Regions from separate parts of the Anas platyrhynchos genome. Here region 1 is linked to region 2. The links are chromatin contacts, called in public Hi-C maps. All regions are on one chromosome and are shown on one strand. The core of a region is the stretch at or near the end of the contact, and the rest is flanking DNA. Distances in the headings are between cores, read along the strand shown.

Region 1 (5,263 bases), core at 1,019-3,518, 150 kb after region 2:
GCTTCCCGGCTGCAAAGCGTCGGGGCAGGATGCGTGCCCGCGCCCTCGGGGCTCGCTTCTGCTCTCTGTCACGCCAGGATAAATCTGGAGTGAGTCCCCGGCGCGCCGGGGCTCGCAGCGAGCACACAATGAGCTCAGACCGCGGCTTTTTGGTCGCTGCTCTCGCAGCAGCCGGCCAAGTGGCTTCGTGCACAAGGCCACCTGGTCGCGGCCGGGGCCAGTTCCTCCCACGGCAAGTAAACAAGCAGGGACCCGGCTGCCTCCACCTGCCCCCGGGCCTCCCTCCCCGGGGCTTTTCGAGGCCGCCGGCGGAGAGACCCCCGCGGGGTGGCCGCAGCCACCCCCCCTTTTGGGGTCCCCGCGGTCCCCGGTGCCCCGCGCGCGTGCCAAAGAAGCGCAAAGGGGGGCTCGGAAACGGGGTGCCAGGGGGGGTGGGTGGAAGGATCCGATAGGCAACCACGTTTTGGGGTATTGGGGGGGGGGACAGAAGCCACAGGCACCCGCCGAGCCCTGCGCAAGGGGAATGCACCGCGGAGAGCACGAGTTGGGGCCAGCACCCCCTCCCCGGTGCCCCCCGCCGCCGGCTCCCCGCGCACCCAGCCGGGTTGCGGGGGGGGGCAGGCTCTGCCCTGGGGGTCAGGGGGTTGGTAAAGGGGGGGGGAGCTCCTGACGCCCCCCAGGGCTGCGAGGATAACCCCAAATTTTGTTGACATGTTCCGTTCCGCCTTCTAGCGGACGGAGCCGGCTCTGACAGCTGTCACTCAGCGCTCGCAGCCCGGGGGGAGCCGGGGGGGGGGGCCGGCCGGGGGAGGCGGCTGAACTCGTGCAAATGGGGCACGGCGGGGGATTTTTTTTCTTGGGGGGGGGAGGGAGGGGAGGAGGGGGCGATCGCCAGGACGCCCCCCCCAGCCCCGTCTCCCCCCTCTCCCCCTCCCTCCTCCCCTCGCCCCCCCTCTCCCCTCCCCAAGTGCCATTAAACTCCTGCAATTTGGCACCAACTCGCCGCGCGCAACTTCGGCGGAGGGGACAGCGGGGGGGGGGCACACACACACACACACACACACACACACACACACACACGGCGGGGAGGGGGGGGGGGGCCGCGCCTCCCTCCCCCTCCACCCTCTCTCTCTACCAACACGCTGGGTGCCCCCCAACAACACCCCCGATCCCTTTCTCCCTCCCTTTCTCCCCCCTTTACCCCTCCGCCTCCCCACCCACGACCCCCCCACCTCCAGCCACGACCCCCCCCCCGGGGTCCCAGCCCCACACAAAGGCAACGGGGGTGGGGAAGAGGAGGAAGGGGGACGGGGACACCCCGGTACTCACCCGCCGGCTGCTGCGCTCCGAGCCCCCCGGAGCCCGCCCGCTTGGGGAGGCTCCTGCCGTCCGCCGGGGCTGCGTCCTGGCCGCCCGCGGGAGTCCCGGAGCCCTCGGCACCGCTCGCCACCTTCAACGAGAGCATTTCCAGCGCCTCCTGCTCACATTCTCCCCAGGCAACTCCGCTCCTGCCAGCCCGCCCCCTCCTCCGTCCCCTGCCTGCTCTTTTCCTCTCGCCTTTCCTCCTTTCCCCTCTTCCCCCCCAGCCCCCCCACCCCTATTTGATTTTTTTTTTTTTTTCGCCCTGTTTTTTTCCTCTCTCCCCCTCTGCCGCTCGGCTATTTTTTTTTTATCCTCCTCTTATTTTTTTCCTCCTCTTTTTTTTTTTTTTTCCTCCGCTTTTTTTTTTTCCCTCCTCTCTCTCCCTCTCTCTCTCTCTCTTTTTTTTTTTTTCAAATTTTTTCTCTCTCCCCCCCCCCCCCCCCCCCCTTCGCCTCGCACACACACAAAAGGCAGCGGAGCGGGAGGCGGAGGGGAACCGACCTCCCCTCTGCGCCTCCGCCGCTCAGCCGCCTGCGGAAAGCAAAGAAAGACACAGCGCAGCAGAGCCCTGGCTTGCTGCTGCCTCCCCCCTTCCTCCTCCTCCTCCTCCTCCTCCTCCTCCTCCTCCTCCACCTCCTCCTCCTCCTCCTCCTCCTCCCTCGCTCTTGCCTTCTGCCGCTCCCGGCTTTGTGGGGGCTGGGAAAGGGGGGAGCGGAGCCGGCGGCGCGGCGCGCCCTGCCCTCTCCGTGCGCGGCGGGGACCGCGGCTCCGCTTCGCTCCGCTGTCAGCGGCACGGCCAGCATCCGGCACCCCGGGGAGCCGTGCAGCACCGCCGGGGCATGCCGGGCCTTGTAGTCCTTCCTTCTCTCCCCCCCCCGCCTTCTCGTTTCTCTTCCCTCCTTCCTTTTTTCCCCCCCCCCCGCCCCTTCTCCTCTCCCCGCTTTTCTCCTCCCCGTCGGCGCGAAGCGGGGAGGGGCGCGCAAGGGGCGCGCATCTCCGCGCTCTGCTTGGGGAGGGGGGATTCAATTTTTTTTTTTTTTTTTTTTTTTGGGGGGGGAGGCATCCACCCGGAGGGTGTTTTGCCCCCCCCCCCCTCCCCAACCCCCCGGGATGCCCACCCCCCCACACAAGTGGGATGCACGGGGCATTGCTGCCCTCTCCCGGGTTGCACCCGCACTGCGCTCCCCGGTAGGATGCGGGGTTTGGGGGGCACGCAGGCAGCCCGCAGACCCCCCCCCCTCCCCGCCCCAATCCTCGGTCCGAATTTCCCCCGTGGCACACCCCCTTGAAGCCACCTAATTAGCCTTTTTTTTTTTTTTTTTTTTTTTTCCACTTAATTATTATTATTTTTTAAGTTAGCCGTGGCTAGGGCCTGGCAGCGCTGGAAACTTCCCCTCTGTTTGCTAACACCCCGCTCCCCCACCCCCAGGGCACGGTGCTGTGCAGGGGTCCCCCCTTGGCTATGTCCCCCTTGGCACAGAGGGGACCCCGGGGGGGCGCAGGTGGTGACCAAAACCACCCAGGACGGTGGTGGCAGGGCGGGGAGATGTCCCCCAGCTGCCATCGTGCCCCGTGACCTCCCTCCTCGTGGCTCCTCGAGCATCCTCAGCGCCTTCCCTCCAAGGCTGCGCCGATGTTAATGCTCCCAGATACAATATAATTAACGCGGATAATGCCGCTGATGTTTGTTGTGACACCGTGGTTTTGTGAGTGACGAGTGAAGGGTTAACTCCAGGGAATTGGGAATATTGCTCGGCTGCTAATAACACGTGAGTCATCGATGAAATAACACATGGGTGCAGGGAGACACGCAGCACCTGGCTTCACAGCAGCCCTCTGCCTCACCGCCGTGCTGCACGTTGGGTTTTCATCTGTGGTCGGGGATCAACAGGCGGCAGGGAGGGAATCGGCGCTCAGGAGACGTGCCGGGCTCCCCAGCTCCGCCGCCAGACTGGGACAAACTGGTTGAACTGGGGTCGGATGGAGAGCTGCCTTCCAGCATGGACGCATCGCCGCGCTTCGTATCCGAAATGCCAGCAGCTGCATCCCTGGGCTCTGCTCACCCCAGCAGGCTCGGATTTGGGAACGGGGTGAGGACGGGGACCCATCTGCATCGCTCCCAGCTCCTGCAAACCCTGCGGAGAGGAGGCCCGGCGCTCCAGCCCGGTCAGCAGAGGAATCTGCACACGCAGACAGGATCGCTGCAATTGCTGGTGGCTGAGTGAGCAACTTTGCAGCCTTCCTCGTCCCCTCGCCCTGAATGTCAGCTTTGAATTTTCTTGCTATTTTTAGGGATGGTTCAAACCTGAGGAGGATCCCTCCCCGCTCGCCTCGCGGGGCTCTGCACCGTATGAATATTGCAGGGGCCGTGCCTTGATGTTACCTGCCCCGGGTGCCGTGGGACAGCAGGACAGGGGGGATGCCTCGCGTGCGCGGGGAGAGAAGGAGGTCGTGCAGAAAACATTACGCTGCAAGCAGAATGGGTTGGAATGTAAAAGATTTATTAATTTAATCCGAAGCATTAAAAGGTCATGTATTAATCAAAGAGATGCTTAAAACTGTCAAAGTCCTTTGTCAGGTTTGAAGTGCATCTCTATAGTTATCATAAAATATATATACCCGCCTGGCACCGAGCCCTCGCCAGGGCTGGGAGCGGGCGAGGAGGAGCAAAGCGAGGCTCTTCGCAGCGGGGTCCCTGCAGAGGGGCACCCACCGGGGCTCTGCCGGGCTCCCATGGGTGCCCAGCACCCCCCCATCGAGCTGGGTGACCCTGCTTGTCCCCAGGAGTGGGTTTGTCCCCCCCTTGAGTCCCGCTGGTGGTCCCTGGAGGTCCCCAGCTGGCCTCAGGGCTGCTTTGGGGCAGGACGCTCGTGGGGACAGATTTTGGGGAGGGGTCCCCCTCACCCCGAGCCCCCAAAGCTGACGGTGGGCGGCGGTGCCAGGGGGCGTCAGGGCGGGGGCGCAGCGCCCACGCCACCCGTGTCCCGGTTCCACGCGTGGCCAGCCCTTCAGTGCCACGGGGCGGGGAAGGGGGTGGCCAAAACGGGTCCCCAGGGCCCCCCCGGGTCACCCGGGCCCCCCGGTCCCTCTGGCAGCCAAGTGCTGTGTCAGCAGCGTTGGCGTGGACCTCCGCTACCATCTAGCGGCTGCTTTGCCGAGCCGGGGCCACCGCTGTCCCCGGGTCCCAGCCCCGTGTCGCCGTGCCACGGGGGTGGCCGCACCGGATTGAGATCCCCCCCACACCCCCCTGTGCCCACCCACCACTGCCCAAAGTCAGGGAGGGGGGGTGAAGGCTCTGCTCGCCACCCTCCTTGAGGTTATAGGGTCACCGGGTGACCCCACTGCCTTGTCCCCCCACTGCATTTGTCCCCCGAGAGCTTGTGGTGACCTCGCTCACTGGGGACAGCAGCTGGGACCCCCCCCCCCCCCCCCAAAGCCGCCCCCGGGTGGGATCTGGGGGCTGGGGGGGCTTTGGAGACAGCGGGGTGCAGCGGGGGGAGCGGGGTGCGTGGTGGTGGGGGAGAGGAAGGGATGGCAAGGGGGGGTGCTGGATATGGGGGCTGCCTTTGGGGTGGAGAGCAGCATCCCCCAACCCCAATTGGGGCTGGGGGCTTCCTGCCCCTCTGCCTATGTAGGGGCCATCCTGATTTTACCCCAATAACTGCAGCAGAGGAGACTTCGCCCCCCCACACACTCTGAAGCCCTGGAGCAGGGCGTTCCCCAGGCAGCCAACCCCTCCTGCATTTAGGATTTTGCCAAAACGCAAACATCCCCGTGCCACCCAGCAGCACCACGTCCCGGCAGAGCAGCGCTGCTGCTGCGACACCTCCGTGCCTGCCGCGCTTCGCCTCGCTCCTCAAACCCCACGGCCCCAAACCCCTGCCAGCACCGGGTCCTGGCT
Region 2 (5,159 bases), core at 1,479-3,978:
CCTTGTCTAGCGTAAATGTCTTTCTGTCAGCTTCATTGGAAAGTCAAGGACTGGGTAACCTGAGGGCTCTAGACATTCTTCTGGAACAGGTCCCAGCAAGGATGCTGTTTAAAAATCTTCTTGGCACAGAAGGGAAATGGCTTGTCTTCATCCTGCACATGAAGAGTCAGCAATGCAGTGTCTGGGCAATCTAGACGTCATTCTACTCCAGTGCTCATTTACTGTTTTTTTCCCAAAACTTTTTTTTTTTTTTTTTTAAAGTATCTTAAACCAGCATGTTCAACAGACCAGTTTTGACAGTCTTGCTTCTGATGAGTCCCATTGGAGGATTTCTTAGGTCCCCTGAATTGGTCATGCAACACATCTGCTGTCTGAAGCAAAAGAACCCTTGTGTGAGCTGAATATTTAGGAGCCATGGTTTGATTGTGCTAAGAGCTTTATTAAGGAAACGTGATTAGAGAGTTGAGAAAGGAGCTATTTGTTTGCAGTTGGCCACAAATCACGGAGGCTAAATCCTTAGTGAATCCATAAAACTGTGATTTGCTGGGTTCTGCAGCCTGCAGTTGTTAGCAAGATAGTCGTAATCTGGTCTTGTCTGCATATGGAAATGGCCTTGCAAAAATAGCATCTAGAACTTGTGAAAAGGCAGCTCCATACATCTAAGTGTTTTGGTAGCTGGTGGAAGTATTCAACAGACAGCAGTAGGAAATGGAAAATTGCTTTGGTGCATGTGCTTCATGCCCTCGCTGTCCTAACAACCTCTTGTAAAAGGGAAGAGCTGATGTAGGACAAAGACAACAGTTCCTATTACACTAATATTTATGGACCTCTTCCCCCCACAGGACACCTTCCAGTGAAGCTTCCAGACTACAACAACCGGCTGAGAGTCCTGGTGGCCACGTATGTCACCTTCAGTCCTGATGGCACTGAGCTCTTGGTCAACATGGGAGGGGAGCAGGTAAGAAGACAAAGTTTGGTAGAAAGTTTAACATTTTGGCTGTGTTTGTTGGGCCACCATAGGTTGTCTTCAAAACGGATGTAGTGACTCCTCTGTGGGATAACACTGTTGGCTTTTAAACCGTTCTCTGATGCATTTGGACTGAACCCCTGGTACTAGGGATTTATTTGTTATGCTATCAGTGATTAAATTTATGTGATATTTTGATCTGGTTTTGCAATTCACTTTTCCTTCTCTTGAAAGAGAAAGAAAAGTTCTGGTACTGACCTTTCTTGATGCAGAAAAAAAAAATCTTAACTCATTCCCGAAACATCAAACTGCTTCTGTAATACAATCTAGTACGTAAGGAACTTAGAGAAGCAAAGGACTTCACCTGCGATATTGATTGCTTTAATTTTAAGCACTGGGTGATATTTGTGGCTCTTTTGTAAAGCTTATCAGTGAAATGAGAAAATCCTCCTGACAGTATTAATCAGCGTGGATTAAGTAGGAACTTCCCTTGTGAGCAGGTTACTCTGGTTGTCCTCTAGAGATCTTTCTCACACTCGGACTTCTCTTTAAGAGGAGGTACTGAATTACACGAATGGATAAGGGCTGTCAATTCCTATACTGGTACAAGTTTAAATTAGGGTTTCACAGGGCTGTGTTTGAAGTTTCTCTTGAAATCTTTGCTTCAGCTTAGAGACACCTTGGTTTAGTGTACTGCTTTTCTACCGCTAAGCTTTCAATTTGTTTATGATCACTGTATTAATTAAATGGCTAAAATATCTTCTTGGAGTCAGAGCTTTTTGAACAGGTTGGTTTGTACCTCTTGAGTAAAACGAGGCTCCTGTTTCTCAGTGCTGTTCTCTGAATCCAGTGCTGGCATGCAACAAGACACTGGTACTGCTGTTATTCAGTGCGAACATGTCTATAAACAAGGTTAAAAACTGGAAATAGTAAAACAAGCATGGAAACATCTAGCCTTGTTTTATTTCTGTCCCTTAAGCCTCTATGTATCACTGACGGTTTTTTTTTTTGTCTTTCTTTCTTCATCTCTCAGGTCTATTTGTTTGATCTAACTTACAAGCAGCGGCCATACACTTTCCTCCTCCCAAAGAAATGCCACACGTCAGGGGGTAAGTGTGATGCTGTCATGGAAGTGAGTGCAAGGCAGAGGGAAATCATGTACAATGCAACTCTTTCTAGGGCGCAGCCCCATCTGGGCAGGAATGAGGGAAAGGAATTATGACATGGCTGTTGCTGGGCAATTTCTGCAGTGCAGTTCATACCCTGAGCTCTAAAACCCTTATGCATAGCGACAAAATGTGTCTTGAGGGAAGAAATGAGCTGTCGAGGGGTGTGTGCGTGTGTCAACTTAGGTATAGCTTTAAGCATTCTCCTCCAGATAAAGTAGACTTTGTAGAGTGATTGAGGTCCTACCACCCTGCCTTTAACTAAGGAGGAAATACTTTGTATGTGGACAAACATGGCAATGGTGTGCTGCTTTTACGTTTATAAACTTACAAACTGTGCAGCTGTTACCCCTTTAAACGCCCATTAGAAGGAGACAGAACAATCTCTTCCCCGGTCTGAGAGTCTGGCCTGGCACTAATCTCCTTCCTGGTGGTGAGATAGTTGATTCAAAAACTCATTTACTCGACAAGTAAGTGAATCCAAGAGCTTTTTTATTCCTGGCCCTGTTTCTTACAGGGCCTGTTCGTACGCAGATACTGCAGGCAGCGTGCAGTGAACATCCAGCTCGCTGTCCCCGGGCAGAGGCTGGCTCTTTCTTATCAGGGAGTGTTCCCTGCTCAGCCCTGTGCTCGGAGCACTCTGGCAGAGTTCAACCTGTGTACTCAGCATGCCTTGGGCCTTAATCTAACACTCACATCCTGGTAGCGAGTAGATGCCCTGCCTGCCGTTCTCTTCTGCCTTGGCTGCATGTGGGTGATCTGTGCTGTGGTATCTGGTGAGGTCATGCTTTAAATGGCAGAGCAGGGTTTGAACAGGTTCACCATGGTGCAGTTTCAGCAAACGCTCCGCCCTTCTGGGTACAGAAAGTTCAGGCAAGGGCTGTGAAAAAAGCAGCATCTGTACAAAGGCTGAACTTCGTGTGCATGCATGTCTCTGTGCACTGAAAGCTCCGAGCTGTTCAGTAGAGTGCTTGGAAAGAGTCCCCAGTTTCCCAGCCTCTGAAATGGCTGCGGGAGTATTCCCAGCTACAACATAAATGCAGTTTATAAAACTTGAATTTGAATATTTTTCTATAAGAATGGCAAGTGATCTGGCTTCACGACCTTCAGAGGATTGCTTCAGCTTGTAACTGCTCCTTGAGCAATAGGGTAAGAAAAGAAAAGAAAAAGAAAGGAAAAAAGCATCTGGAATTCCCTTACTAGATATCTCCAGTGGTTCCACTCATCTTCCTTGTTCTATAAAATGTTAAACAACTTGGGCCTGTGTTTTTTTTTTCTCAGTGCATCTGAAAACTGCAAAGGCATTTAGAAAGAAGTTGCTATGTTTAAGGTTTAGATTGGATATTAGGAAGAATTTCTTCATGGAGAGATTGGTAAAGCATTGGAGCGGGCTGCCGGGGAAGTGGTGGCTTCCCTATCCCTGGAGGCATTTATTTAAGAGACCTGGGGACATGGCACTAAGGGATGTGGTTTAGTGATGGGACGTGATGTCAGGTCAATGTCAGGACAGTTGGGCCTGATGATTTTGAAGGTCTTTCTAACCTAAAGGATTCTCTGAAGGCAAATCAAGTTGAGGTGGCTGGAAGATGGGAGCGTGTGGCATTGTGGAATTCTGCTTCATTGTGCTCTGAATGGGGCTGTGGCATTGGCTTTGTTATGCTGTAAAATGTAACCCTGATATTTCAGGGATTAGTTTGTGTAATCTACACTGAGCCATTGCATGATTATATTTTTTTCTAACCTTCAGAAGTGCAGAATGGAAAAACCTCTACCAATGGAGTGTCCAACGGCATCCATCTGCACAGCAATGGCTTCCGCTTGTCAGAAGGAAGAGCACACGTGAGGTAAGGTGATAGATCTGCCTCAGTGAGGGGCCAATGGCTTTGTTCAGGCCCTCTTCCTCTCCTCAGGGTTAGGTGCTGCTAAACGAGGTGTGGAGTGCAAACCCACTTGGCATGTTGATTTGATTGTTGAGTGGTCTCTGTCCTAGGGGTTGTATTTGTTTCTGGTGTGTGGGCTATGAGCCTGAGTCGAATCAGGCAACAGCATCTTAGGAGAAGCATATTCCATTAGGATTTTTCCCCTCTTACAATGATTTACTGCAGACAAAACTAAGAAATGACTTTTCAGTCCTGGAAGCGAAGTGTTCTTAGTTGTCCTGCATGGTTTTTACTTCCTGACCTTGCTGGGGCTGTGATCTGACAGATGGGAGTGGCTGTCGGGTTGAAAGAGCCTTTCTTCCCTTGGCCGTTTTTTAGGCACCTGCCTGCTGCAAGCTGAACTGAAGCTGCCAAAATTGCTTTACAACGATGACACTGCTGTCATTACCCTTGCATATGAGCTGGGGGTTGATGGAGAGCCCTCTTTTACTGTCCCTGCTGCCTTTTTTCCTTACGAACAAAGAGCAGTTGGGGTGAAGCAGAAGCAGACTTCTAGCACATCTTGCAGACTGGTTTTCCTCCAGCTGATGAGATGTGGTTAAAAGTCAAGACACAGTTGCTTAATACCATATAAGGGTAGTCTAGGTTCCTCCAGCCACTGCTGAATGCTTTCAGCTCGTTTCCTCTAGATGGCCCCTCCACCACAGCACCGGAGATGCTCATTTTGGTTTGCTGAGCATGGGCCTTGTGTGCAGCCCTGTGAACTTAGACACTTGGTTTCCTTCTGAATTTGCAACCCATTAGATGCTGCTAAAGGAAGTCTGGATTTTTTTTTATGCAGTCAAAGCACAGATATATTGGTGAAGTCTGAGGAACGAGACTTTAAAAAAAACACTGTTGAATTTTGAGTGCATCTATATATAAAGAAAAGATGGAAACAATCAAATGATGGTCAAAAAGAAACTCCCTCTTCCTAAATTCAGGTTACTCGGGTTCAGGACCTTTGAAACTTCTGGTATTAGCTAATACTTGCTGGGACCTGTTAAGTTAGAACAAAACGCTGCAGGTATTTAACTGGGTTAACAGTTAACTTTAACAATGGGAGTGTTAGCAAGTGAGACATTTAGCTGTGCTTCTTTCCTTCTT

Evidence for each region. Hi-C and Micro-C count contacts between places; a contact is called where the count stands out from the background.
Region 1: a contact with region 2 is called in a Hi-C map of small yellow follicle, with 2.4 times the contacts expected there. The contact joins the promoter of AHDC1 here to the enhancer-like site in region 2. A contact is called at or near these places in 2 of 8 Hi-C or Micro-C datasets (small yellow follicle and subcutaneous adipose tissue).

Annotation. Positions count from the first base shown.
Region 1 is chr24:4,188,478-4,193,740 of IASCAAS_PekinDuck_T2T, forward strand. It overlaps AHDC1 (AT-hook DNA binding motif containing 1), which reads right to left and starts at 2,269. Exons shown (of 7, transcript XM_038167196.2): 1 at 2,032-2,269; 2 at 1,330-1,450. LOC119713588 (a long non-coding RNA gene) reads left to right here and starts at 2,472. Exons shown (of 2, transcript XR_005260782.2): 1 at 2,472-3,583; 2 at 3,655-3,907.
Region 2 is chr24:4,035,668-4,040,826 of IASCAAS_PekinDuck_T2T, forward strand. WDTC1 (WD and tetratricopeptide repeats 1) reads left to right here. Exons shown (of 18, transcript XM_013101581.5): 11 at 843-958; 12 at 2,001-2,076; 13 at 3,881-3,977. Among named protein-coding and RNA genes, the nearest start is that of TMEM222, 15 kb to the right of the region's middle. Within about 2 kb of position 2,729, at least 4 of the 8 cell types and tissues checked have an H3K27ac peak or open chromatin away from gene starts, as enhancers often do. A contact at or near this core is called in small yellow follicle, where this site is marked.